Regions from separate parts of the Gasterosteus aculeatus genome. Here region 1 is linked to region 2. The links are chromatin contacts, called in public Hi-C maps. All regions are on one chromosome and are shown on one strand. The core of a region is the stretch at or near the end of the contact, and the rest is flanking DNA. Distances in the headings are between cores, read along the strand shown. Region 1 overlaps LOC120821887 (nuclear factor 1 B-type). Region 2 holds the start of LOC120821887 (nuclear factor 1 B-type).

The links. Hi-C and Micro-C count contacts between places; a contact is called where the count stands out from the background.
Region 1: a contact with region 2 is called in a Hi-C map of skeletal muscle, with 8 times the contacts expected there. The contact joins the enhancer-like site here to the promoter of LOC120821887 in region 2. A contact is called at or near these places in 4 of 6 Hi-C or Micro-C datasets (skeletal muscle, tail fin and whole body).

Annotation. Positions count from the first base shown.
Region 1 is chr7:8,129,239-8,135,790 of fGasAcu3.hap1.1, forward strand. LOC120821887 (nuclear factor 1 B-type) reads left to right here. Exons shown (of 11, transcript XM_078106388.1): 3 at 501-557; 4 at 2,054-2,122; 5 at 4,686-4,806; 6 at 5,008-5,129. Among protein-coding and RNA genes, the nearest start is that of LOC120821887, 39 kb to the left of the region's middle. Within about 2 kb of position 3,928, at least 2 of the 9 cell types and tissues checked have open chromatin away from gene starts, as enhancers often do.
Region 2 is chr7:8,090,919-8,097,354 of fGasAcu3.hap1.1, forward strand. LOC120821887 (nuclear factor 1 B-type) reads left to right here and starts at 2,479. Exons shown (of 11, transcript XM_078106388.1): 1 at 2,479-2,917. The coding sequence starts at 2,900.

The DNA.
Region 1 (6,552 bases), core at 2,678-5,177, 40 kb after region 2:
CTCCACTCCTTCAGCCCCTTTTGAAAAAGGTCCTGCCGGTTAAAAACTTTGAGGCTATCCAGTGTCAGACAGTGGGCCCTTTTCTTTTGTCTGCCTCCCCATTAATGATAATGCTGTTCAAACAAAACGGTCGTGTTTAATGTACAGTAGGTATGGCCTTGACTTGTAGATAAGGAAAGACATTATTGCACCAGGAAGTTCCCTGAAATGCACTTTTGCCTTGTTGAGGGTCTGAAGCTGTTTCTTAATTTGAACTTGACCTCCTTCAGTTTTGGGCTGCTGGGAGAGAGCGAGAGAGAGAGAGACCATATATCAGCTTAACGTTCACTTATTTTTAAATCACAAGTTACAGGATACAGTGTCCTCGCCCGGCCACCAGGGGATACTTGCTGGAAATCAATGCTGACAAGAAACCAGTGTTCCAGGAAGATGTCCTCCTGCTATACTAAGCCCCCCTCCTCCTCCTCCCCTCTCCCTCCCGTCTCTCTGTGTGTTTGCAGACTCGCAGCAGTCAGGAAGTCCCAGTAACAATGAGCCAGGCAAGAGCCCTCTTCCAGGTATGTACGGTACCAGTCGTCCTCCCTCCTGTCATCGCTCTATTGTTCCTCTGCAGCTTGCCCTGTGTACAGCCGCCCCGTGTGCACCCGGAGCTTACCTGCTCTCAATAAAGTTGATCCTCCGTGACGCGCAGTCAGAATAGCGAATCCCTTACTGTCGGCAACATCCCCCCCCCCCCTCACCCCCTCCCTGAACAAAACCGTACTGTACTGCCTTTTGGAGCAACAACAAGCCCTGCCCTCCAGCCCTGTATGATTTTTGTCAACTGCATGAAAGGAACCATCGGTTGACACACACTTGCAAATGAGCCCGTAGTTTTTTGGCTTTGCATGTGGAGTAACGAGATTGAATTTGATCATTCAATTTGAGTCGTCATCATCCTGGTTAACACTAGGTTAACACCCCCCCCCCCCCCCCTCCCCTCCTAAGAAACACACACAGAGAGACTGAAGATCTGTGAACGCATTACTGATTGCACCTTTGGACTGACCCGCGCTACTCCGTCACGTCGCTGGAATGAAAATAGCCCGAGATGTTCTGCTGGTTCTGCCGATTCTTCTGCCAAAGCAAACGTGGCTGGCGAGCCAATGACTCCGCCCTCTGAGGCCCTCGGCCTCGGCACGGTCCCCTGCAAAATCCGTCGGCTCGCTGGAGGCACGAGGCTTTGTAGGCGCCAATCGCTCCGTCCACCCATCTCCCTGGCACACGGACACGGGGCCCTTGGCGTTGCATCAAAGCCGAGGCCCGGGCCAGTTGGGTGTCAGTAACTTGTCTGGGTATTTCATTTGTTTCACCCGTAGCCGTTGATTGGTGCGGTCATACAGAACACTACGGTTATTTGGTCTCAAATCATTTTCTTTTCAGAAAAAGGGGAGGAAAACATTTTGACGTTGAATGAAATCTATTTTTATAAACGATGCAGTTACTTTGTGGTGGATGTTTCCTGGCGGATTCCGGTGTGGTTAATCGAACCAGCGTGGGCCCATTCGTCGTACTCTCAGCAGCACGAGTTTAAGCCTACGTGTCACTCCCTCCTCCTCCTGCTCCTCGCACACCTGTCCTGTCACTCTTTACTGCGCCGCACACAATGACTTCCTGTTGTTTGTTCAAACACTTCAACTCAACCGGCACAATAAACAGTAACTGTATTTGTCTTGCAGTCGTTCTCCAGTCAGCGATCCACATCAAATCTCACGGAAAGAGCGAAACATAAACACAACTTAGAATCCCCCTTTTTAACATTTCTTTGGAGTACTGTGGGATATTGTGTCCTCGTATTTGTCTACACTTGTCTCAACCTACCGGATTATTATCAGTCTTCATCCAACATGAAGCAGAATGCTTGAAGTGTTGGACGACCTGCTGAACTCAATGTTGCCGTTCATTTCACATTTAAGGAACTTTAACGCTCGTATTTTACAATTGCTATTAAAGTCTTTAATGAATACTAAGCATGACGGTAACATTGATTTTCTGTATGTCCCCTTGTCTGCAGTTTACTTGGAAGACAGCTTCATCAAATCAGGAGTCTTCAGTGTTACAGAACTGGTGCGAGTGTCCAGAAGTAAGTACATGCCGTAGCCCCATTAACTAACCTGCACACACACACACACACACACACACAGGTGCTTTTAGGTATTCCTTCACTCCGCCACTCATTACACCGCCGCTCATGTTGACGATGGGCGGCGCTTCACCCGGAATCACATCGGCACAAAGTCCATGTGACCGCAGGAATGCGGAAGGTGTAAGTTCCCCCTGTCCTAACAGGTGCGACCAAGTCAATATGAGTCACGGAGAAGTCAATCAATCTGTCTCCACGCGCCCTGGCGGCCCCGAGAAGAGCTCCAACCAGGTTGCATCCATGGAGCTGTCTTCGTTGCGCTCCGACACACAGCGGTGCTGGGCCTTATTTGCATGTTAACCCTTCTCAACCTCTGCGTATTTACCGAACGCCACCGCACAACTGCAGTTTGGCAAATCCAGTTTGTCCGGTCTGTTTTGCAACAAGAGAACACATGACTGCGCGGCCGTCTGTGTGAACTTGTGTGCATCTGTATGGACACGTCTGCCCTCCGCAAAGCCGTTAAACGGTTGTCCCTCCAGCAGTCCTCTTATAAGTGAGGACGCCGCGAGGCGTCCCTCTGCTGCACTTTAGCGCTGGAACATGCCTCGCATTGCACAAAGGCTCCCAACCCCTGCGCTCATGTGAAACAAACCCGTGTTGTGGTGTCTGTGAATGTACCTCTGTCTGCGCGTAACTTTGGTTGGAGCCAGTTTGAAATTCCGAGAGTTATTCGACAACTATTTTAAGGGATCGCGGTTTTGATTGTGATGAAGTCATCTGAAAAGGTCTTTAGGTTCTGGGCCTTTTTACAATTTTCAAAACAAAAGAGTAAAAAAATAGGAGAAAAAGTGATTTATAACTCTTGATCACTCAGAAATGTCGAGCTACTTACTTGTATTCCCTGCACAAAGGGTTTCTCATGTGAAATCCTCAAAATGTTGCTTTTGTTATTCACATGTCAACATATTTACAGCTTGCCGTGGTTTCCTTTCACCTGTTGAATCGAAGTGTTTCTCATGTAGGAAACCTGGACCAGGTTGTCTCTGCTGTCTCGCATATAAATAAATATATATATATATATCCCGCTCTGGACGGCAGAACCTTCTGATGTCACTGCACTGAGACTGAATACCCTTTCAAAGGCGGTGTTTTTGTTCTAGCGTTTAATTTGCACCCTGACCAGATGGCCGCTGCTCTGGCGCGTTTGCTCTCATGTGACCGAGCCAAAGCCAACTGAAGTCGAGTTGGAATTTTAAAAAGGTCGACGAACACGCAGGAATTGTCACTCACTCAGCCGGTCGCTCCCCGGGAAGATATCTAAGCAGCCGCTCGTCCGTCATCGCGCCTCTCTCCCCGCTCTCCGGACTGTCGAGACATTCTTTGAAGTCCATCAAAGGGGGCTGCGGAGTTCAAGGCCGACTCGCGGTCCGGCGTTTCGACAGGGACACTCATTAATACAACAGGAGCCTCCACTTGCAAGTGTAAGGACATTTTGACAACAGAAAATGTGCACGGTGAAACATCACATGTTCCCCCCCCCTCGTACAGTACGACGAGGTGATCTGCTGAAAGAAGCGCAGTGTGGCGAATGCGGCGCATTAAAAGAAGTGACAGGCAGGGCAGCCTAGTGCCAAAAAAAGAAACCGGCACAGACAGAAATGGTCGGGGGTATCCTCATCCATGAATGAATAGGGGAAAAAAAAAAAAACTCATAAACAATGGGCTTGTATTCGCCGTCCCCGGGCCGGATGCATTCCTCCGCAGACAGCTCGGTGTGGGTAGCAGCGGGTTAGGGGCCTTTGCCAGGGCTGCAGTGGGCTGCCAGGGCGGAGGCTGAGCGGAGGGACCGTGCCAGTGGTGAACCTCAGACCACAACAGACGGCGGCAAACACTCCGTCCTCTCATCGACTCCAAACCAACCAACCGCTCGAGCCGCAGGGAGACGGAGGAGAGAGAGAGAGAGAGAGCGAGAGACGATGGGTGGCTCTTTTTGTTCAGTAAACACTGGCACGGCCTCTCTTGAAAACAATACCCCTTTACCTTGACCGCAGTGGGGAAAAACAACACCTTTCCAACTGAAAATTGCCACGCGAGATAACCGCTGAGTGTTATAACCGACTGTGGAGAAGAAAAAGAATGATCGAACAGAAATAGCCTGCTTTTTGTTCTGTCGGATGCTTAAAAAACCCAGTCGCCTCGCCGTTGTATATCTAAACAGTTAGTGTGCGTCTGCTTAGGGGCACATATAAAATGTAAGCTACTGTAAATATTCTCCCCTGCAGCCACCACCGCGTTTGGAAAAGCAGTGACTCGTTAATCCGCGATTGGTCAGACAGTCAACCTGTGAGCAGGGAGCACTTCATTCGATACCGAGGGCCCCTAAACACCAAGCGTCGATAACGGTCGGCCGAGCTGCGGCGCAATTAACGGCGCTGCTCTAGATACAGAGTGTGGTGAATGCCGCCGGCACTCGGTCTGACGACACCGCTGACATCGGACTCCTTTGTAAGTGATTGCAGAGTAACCGTCTCTCTTTGTTTTCCCTGTGTGCGCTCGGCAGTGCCCATCACCCACGGTGCCGCGGTAAACTTCTCAATGGCCGACATGCCCAGCCAGCCCTACTATCATGATCTGAACTCCAGCGTGGGGCTGCACCGCTCCCTGTCCTCCCCTCCCGGCAGGTCAGTGGAAGTCACGGCAACAAAGCAAAAATTGGAAAATTTGGGTTTTTAGTATTTATACAATGAATTTAATGTACAGATATGAGAGTGTTGTATCAATACTCTCACTCTATGTTTGACTAAACCTGCACACAATGCAACCGCCCCAAATCCGATAATGACTGGCCCTCCTAAACCATAAACTTTGCCAATGCCCCGCAGCAAAAGGCCCAAAACCGTCAACATGGAGGAGAACATGGACACCAGCCCGACAGGACCCGACTTCTACTCGTCACCCAGCTCGCCAGCCAGCAGTCGGGCCAACTGGCACGACAGAGAAGGAGGTGATTTTTCTGTTTTCAGCTTACCTTTTATTTATTATTGTGGTATTCTTTCCGTGACACCCACCTGAAACGTATTCACACAGTCACACAAACGGGTTCCACAGAGTCGGTAGGGATGGGGGGGGCAGCCCGTGCGCCGACCGCGCGGCATGTTGACGGGATTCAACGGAGGGAAGCGGAGCGTCACCCGTTTCACCCTCGTCGCATGCAAATAGTTTCCGATCAAAGCAAACACCTCGCGTTGCTTCCCAACAGCCCAAAGTCTCCTTGACGCTCGGGCCTTGTCACGAGCCGCCGCGCACCGCCGCTGGCCGCTTTTGCTGTGGATGATCTGCATCTGGTTTCTCTGCGCGTGAACCCGGGTCAACTGTGGGGAAAACACATGCCATGGCGGAGATAGCCTCGGGCGTCGCCGCTGATATAAATGTTTGAACCCGTTTGAACCGCAGGCTGAATGTGGATCTGTATTTGCTTGCACCTGTCGCTCGCACAAAAGAAACGTTGGATCGCGCATTGCAGAGTCTCCGTTCTGAGAACAAACTGTTCCAGCGGAAATTCGCGACTCGCTGTAACGGCACGCTGGTTATTTAGATGACTGATGAGGGCTGAATTCATACAAGAGAAAGTATTGAGTGTTCAAATGTCGGGTGTATCGTTTTTCTTTATATGCAGATAGCTGAAACCCCTTGTGGGTGTTTTATATAGAGAAAGGCCTTTTTATAAACCCCATGTAGAGCCGGCAGACCTGCAGGGCAAAAGTATCAGATGATCGGGGAGATCAGGAAATCATGCAATGCATCTTGGCTCAACTTGAGAGGACTCTCCCGTCGGTATAGCGTCTTGATGATCATGTGCCAACTTTTTACAAGACCGCTTTGAAGGGAATTAGGAAATAAAGCTCACCTAATGAGCTCATACGTTGGGCCTACTTAATCTGGAGAAAGAAAAAAAAAAAGCAGAAGAAAAAAGGTGGAGCTGGGAGAGAAGGCGAGATCCTGGCGGGACAGCTTGCATGTCTCATTACGTCGTCTCCTGGTGCAGAGCAGGGCCCCGTCACCCTTTTTAATTGAGGCCTCTTGGTCCCGTGTATCCGGATCGTTCTCACTCCCCCCCTCTGACTTCTCTCCACACTCCGCTGCCCGCACTGGTAGGAAAAACGTTTTTATCGGACCAAGTGGAAGGAAATGTCCTCCCTTTCTGTGGTTGTACTTTTGGTTTTAACTTTAAAAAATTGTTGTCAAAAATATAATAAGACTGAGAGGGGAACATCGGCTGATGCAACAGTGGTGGCATTCGGGCACTACAGGCCTGAGAGTGTTGCTCCGCGTAAACTTAAGAATCTTTGGGGCGAGGACAAAGGAAAAGGAGTCGTAAAGAAACTCTCCAAAGAAATCCATTATTCTGTCAAGGAGAGAATAAATGA
Region 2 (6,436 bases), core at 1,229-3,728:
TTCTGAATATTTATTTACTTGCACAGATACAGGCGAGCTTTTATTGGCCTCAGCTACTCAAGATACCAACATATTGAATCGGTTCAGAAATAGCATTTAATTCAAAGTTCATATTAAGATCAACGTTTTGAAGGATTTAGCGGAGACTAGCAGACCTGCTGTCTTAGCAGCTGTTGTGAAGTGCCCAAAGGAAATGATGTAATTGAAAGGAAATGTCATCACTGTGTGATCATGCAATTTGAACCCAAACGAACAAAATGATCGTTATTCACATAAACCTGTTGTTAGAACATCACTAATGGAATAGAAGCCATAATAGTAGCCTGGTATAGTGCACGTATGGTTATCACATCACAGCCTATTTTGGATAAAACAAGTTTGAGAACCCAGATCATATTTGTTATTCTCTGACGAGACTTCAGTAAATTAAAAGTCCAAAGAGAAAGAAGCCTTTGTTAATCAAATTTTTAATGTTATTGATCATTTCCTGCCGTTATCAATATTTTGTTTTGTTTTATATTTTCCAGTTTATTTTTCAACATATTGTATAATATGGACTGACTGACAATTTAGTGTATTTTTCATCCGAAAGTTCTGCAATGAAGAGAAACACAAACAAACATTTCATGACTCTTTAGCGTTGTGTCCATTTCATGTTTTCAAAAAGCTTTTCAGATTAGAGCTACAAAACAATAAAGAGCACCTCAGGTTTGATTCTCCCCGTGCACCCCCACAAGAAACCCGCGTGCACGCTTGTGACCACATGGGGGCAGTACATCCTCATTCAGAGGGGTGGGTTCTGGAGGAGGGAAGGCTCGTGCACCAGCAGACTGGCATGATAATGTTTGGTAAATGGAGGCAAAGAGAGGACAAAATTAGTGTGTGTGTGTGTGTGTGTGTGTGTGTGTGTGTGTGTGTGTGTGTGTGTGTGTGTGTGTGTGTGTGTGCGTGTGCGTGTGTGTGTGTGACAATAATAATATTTTATCTTTAAATTCAAAAAAATTAAACATTCTTGCATGAGTACTGGGGAATGGCTAAGTACTGAAATGTATTAGTTCTGCTAGACGTGTCCGTTTTGTGGGAGGTTAAAAGAGGGTTTTCAAAGACACCCCAGCAACATCAGTCTGGATTTAGCCTGGAAATGATTATTGATTGACCGTTTACAGCCATTTGTTCCGCGACTGATTGCTCTCAGCCTAATTGTTTTTGGAAGTGAATCAAAACGGATGACGAGGTGTGTGGTGTAGATACTGGACCCACTTGACGGCGCGGGCCTTTTTAGATGGAGCGAGTACTCTGTTAATGTCATGATAAGAGTGACGAGAGAGCAGGGAAATCTATTGTCCTTGTACTCCTTTTTTAAATCAGTCAACTGCACTGGCACCATTGCACCGATACAATGCTTTATACCACAGGCTTTTACTTATTGTCACAACACCGACTATAACCGTCATCGCTGCTGACATTTTATCTAATGTATGAGATTATAACATGTAATATACCCTAATGTAGAACAATAGCCTTCTAGAATCAGTGCTTTCAACAGTATTTTCGTTGTTCATTTTTGATGGAATTACATTTTAATGATAGTGGAAAGTGTACAATTAACATAATCCTGTGATAGCAATCATGGTATATCAAAATAATTACCATGAAAACGTGTTATCCCAGTACCATTTGGTCTTAACATGTTTTGCAGCTTGTCTTATAAAACGTTTATTGGAAACGTCTACATGTGTGTGGACATTATCTAGTTTTTAACACTGTCACTATGCAAAATAGTCCCGACAACAAATGACAACCATGATAATCCAATTTAGGTGTTGCAGTAATAACTGCAGTGATTTCCACCCGTAGTCTTTGACCACCCAGCTATTCCGGGCCGTGGGGTCCAACAGCGGCTCTGTCAGGCCCCGATCGGCCCGTCACAGGAGCGGAAGTGAGGGGCCCAGGGCAGAGAGTCCGGGGTCCACTGGTACTGGCCAATGAGGGGCAAGAATGCAAAAGACTTACGAAACAGAGCTGTGTCAAGCTTTGCAGAAACCGCTGGTTGGTACCGGGGAAAGGTTGAGTGTTTGCTTTCAAATTAAGAGGTAGATTTTCTCATGTTGGGATTAAAAAAAGATAGTCTGGCCGATTATTACGCAAATTGTTTATAATTGGTGAATGGATATTATTAATTTCCATCTAGCTACATAACTCCATGTAATGGGGTTGTATTTAGATGAAGACATAGGCCTACACAAAAACATAGTTTTTATTTATAACGGTCTAAATCCATGAAATTGAAGTTCCTCTTACTTTGTGAAAACATTCATCCACACGGGCTGCATCGGAAATAAGTGATAAATGTTCCTTTCATCCATTACAAACCACATTCACATTAATCGGCATTCTATTCGTGATTCACGTCGATGGGTTTGCAAGGGAAGAGACGTTATTTTATTTGGAAAACGTCCGACCGGAAGTCCTCTGGTTAAACCGACGTCCAGCTTGACGGTCCGGCGTGACCGAGCCGGAGGGGCGGCAGCCAGCCAGACGGAGAAAGTGAAGGCGGAGACCAGCCCCGAGAACGAGAACTCAGCCTCTCCTGGATCACGTTCAACTTCACTGAACAACCCCCCCCAAAAAAACCGATCCAAAAAAGTAGGACTCGAAGAGGAAGAAAAACAAGACTTAAAAAAACAAACAAAAAAAAGAGACAAAAACCGCGAGGTTCTCCCAACTTCTGTAAACCGCTGCAAAGGCTCGTCTTCCGGTATTGACTTTTTTTTTTTTTTTTTGCGAGCACTGCAAGAGAAAAAAACTCCTCCAAAGCACAAAGTTGAACGTGAGAAATGTGAAGCTACCGGGCGCGTGTGTGTGTTTCAGCCCGGGCTCCAGGATTCCCCATTAACCCATGCAGTACAGTGCAATGGTACGTGATCACGCGCTCTTATTGCTTTCAAATGTTGCGAAACCGGTGATGATGATATTTGTGATACAATCATTGTTATGTCTATTTTCTGTAAAACTGTCCTGTCCATGAAACGATTGGGGGGGTCGACTCCACGCGCACCACCACACTCTTGCACGGTCGGGCCAAATCGTAAGGGGACTAAAGTTGGCACGGATTCTCCTGCACGCTGCAGTTTACCGTCCCGTTCCCCCTTAATCTGGCAAGATGAAGCTCTACGTGGATCGCTGACAGCTCCGTGGGACGCGCGTGCACGTGCGCGCGCCCGCGCACACGGTGCAGCAGTAAAGTGACAATGTTTAACTTCCAGTCTCTCCCGCGTTCTCTTTGCGGCGTTACGATACGCGCAACTCGCTCGCCGCTGTGCGTGTTTTAAGAGCCGTCAGGTGTTCGGGTGTTGCGTTCACTGCGGGGCGACGAGACGCGCACGGCCATTTTAAAAGTCAATCTTTAAACAACGTCCCCCTGCATGCACTAATTGTAACGTGACAAAGTTGGAAGCCAGGTCTTTTCTATTTCTCTTATTTAAAAAAAAAATATATATATATTTATATATATATTCTGCCGTCCGTGTGGGATTGCGGGCTTCTACATTAGCAGGACCCATAAAATGTATAATGTCTTTAAAAGACAATGCATTAAAACGATCGCATATTTAACTTATCGCGATTTATTTCTGCGACTTCTCAGGACATTTTAAAGCGAGTGCATTGGTGTCTTTTCTACAGCGATACAAAGTATAAAAAAGACAGTAGCTTAGTATCTTTTTTTTTTTTTTTTTTTTTTACTGTAAACCACACACACAGAATTATCATGTGGAGAAGGAGTGATCCAACGTGGTGGACACGGAGCTCAGGGGTTTAGGGCAGAAATGTCCCTGTTTTGTTTTATGTAACCCAGAAGCGCACATCTAAGAAATACAATCTACTGCACTGAGGAGGGGAATTATAATGTATGGTGTCTATCCAAATAGAGGAAAAAAGCTGCTGGATTGTGGATATAGGGGCTGTGTGTTGGGAGGCGGAGGAGAAGAAGAGGAGGAGGAGGAGGGTGAGGAGGAGGAGTGTGTGTAATTACGTGGGTGAAAAAAAGTTGAGTCTGATTTGCTGGAATTGCGCAGGAGCGAAGGCGCACCGGTCGATTTCACATCAAGTGTGGTTAAAGCAAAAGGGGTGAACGTCACACACTCGTGTGAGTGCCCTCTGAAGCTTCCCACAGTGCTTTTATGAACGACACATCGCGGCACCGAGACGCGCAGACAGACACCGCGTCGTAGCTCGAGGAGTACGCAGCGGACCCGCGCGCACCGGTTACACGAGTTCAACTTGCCAGCGCTTCTTATCCATTTTTTTTAAATTTTTTTTTTAAACCTGCATGTCAACTTTAAAAACATCTCCTGCATAGAATTTTTCTCCCCCCCCCCCCTCGAGAAGACAATCTTTGGATCGCACAAATTAACGGATGTTCTTGGATAACCGCTGCTCGTTTTACGCGGAGAGCTGCTCCACGGTCTTGCACGGTGCACGTCGGTCCAGGAATGGCGCGATAAAGTGATCAGAGGAATCAGTCCAAGTACACTCACGTCTGGTGTTGCCGTCTCGTCATGTATTCTCCAATTTGTCTCACTCAGGTATTTGTGTGTCTTTTAAAAAAAAAATATGCATTCGATTGCTGTGGTTTGCAAATGTATCTGACGGTGACCAGGGATTTGGAAGTTTCCCTGTTTTTTTTGTTTTTTTTGCTCGCGTCGGGTATTTACTTTCATTATAAATAAGAGTTCTGTAAAGGGGAAGTGTCGCGTTCGAACTGATCGCAGATTTGGGATTTTATCCTAAACGCACGTGTTTGTGCCACGATTGACTTGACTTTTACTTTCGGGATTTCAAATTCCAATGAATGTTTTTTTTATTTTTTAATGCCATTAATTAGTCCGCTCGGTTGTTTAAAAGCCGCCGATACATTTCCGATCTTTGCGTCCTTTAAAGTTATGCGTAAAGAATAATTTTCTGAAAGCATTCCACGACTGTCATTTTAATGTCCCTGGCGCAGGTAAGCATATTTTCTCTCGGGTTTAATTAGTTCATTCGGGTCCCCCAATAACCTCTCACACAAGCCGCGCTTTATGATTTGTATTTCCACGTGTATATTTTTATTTATCGTAAAATCCCCTATACTTTGGGGAAGTGGAAGTTGGAAGAAGATAAAGGCCACTGAAGGAAGATCAAACGCATGATAAGGTTGATTCAGCGGAGGGACAGAGGAGCTGACTGTTTTGGCTGACTCAGTTTTACTGTTTATATTTTACTTGGCATAAGTAAGTGATTGACTGAGATGCGGTTTAGTTTGTGCTTAAGAGGATTGTGCTTTTATGGCCCCAGCAGAAGTGCACTGCGGAGGCCCGGCCAAGTCATTTGTCTTTACAGCATTTGGCTTTTGGACTGGCTGAAGAAAATTAACACAATATTTAAAGTGTTTTCGAACAGGAAACCAGGAGTGAAAAGAACTTAAGATACACTTGCTCGCTGCCGAGCAGATTTACTTAATTTTGTCAATTTAATTGGCAGCATTAATAGTGAGATGACATTTAAAGCGCTTCTCAATTCATTTGTTTATATCTCTAAATGACTACGGATAAGTATGTAGCATCCATAGTAAATATAATACATTTCAAAGCCATCTGTGGAGAATTAAATATTTATTCATGCTGTTTAATAAATGATTCTAATTTGACATTGCTGTTATGGAGCAGAGTTTTATTGGCTCAAAAGTGCAGACCAGAAATGTGGCTTCTCAGAGCAGCACCAGCGGCGGGCGCAGATAGGGAGTGGATTTCTGTGGTTTCCTATAACCCGCCTGCCTGGCCGCCTACGAAAAGAACAATATGTGGTTTAACTCCTTAAACGCCCGCTCACAAGGAGCTGCTCATACTTATTACATTGACATTTTAATGAACTGTAACGTGGATGGGCCCCAATTTCCCACGTGTCACTCGGAGCTGTTGTAATTTTTGAAAGTTCAAAATCTTCCCCACTTAAAGAAGTGATTTCCCCTAAATGAAAAATAAATATTGGATTGGCCAGTTCTGTTTTAGACTTAGCAGAAGTATTATTAATATGAGGGCCACAAGCTGGAAAATTGCTTTAGGAATGTTGGAATTTAGCCTTTTTTCATTGGTGATGATCACAAGAAGTCATTTTTCAGTTAAAGATAATGTGGTTTAGGGTATTATACACATTAATGCGTAGAACACTTGAAAAGTAAAATCTGTTGAAAATAATTTCATTAATATTTATATTCAGTCCAAGAACATTTCTTTAGATAAAGGAGCTAATTCTGAAAGTAGGCCATGATTTTAAATGTCACCCAGGTATTTTGTAATGAAGACGAGTGTGAGAAGAAGTGTGTTAACCTCAAAAACCCTGGCGTGACCTTAAAATAGTGTCCCAGATCAACCTCCTGCAAATACCTTTCACGGGTGGC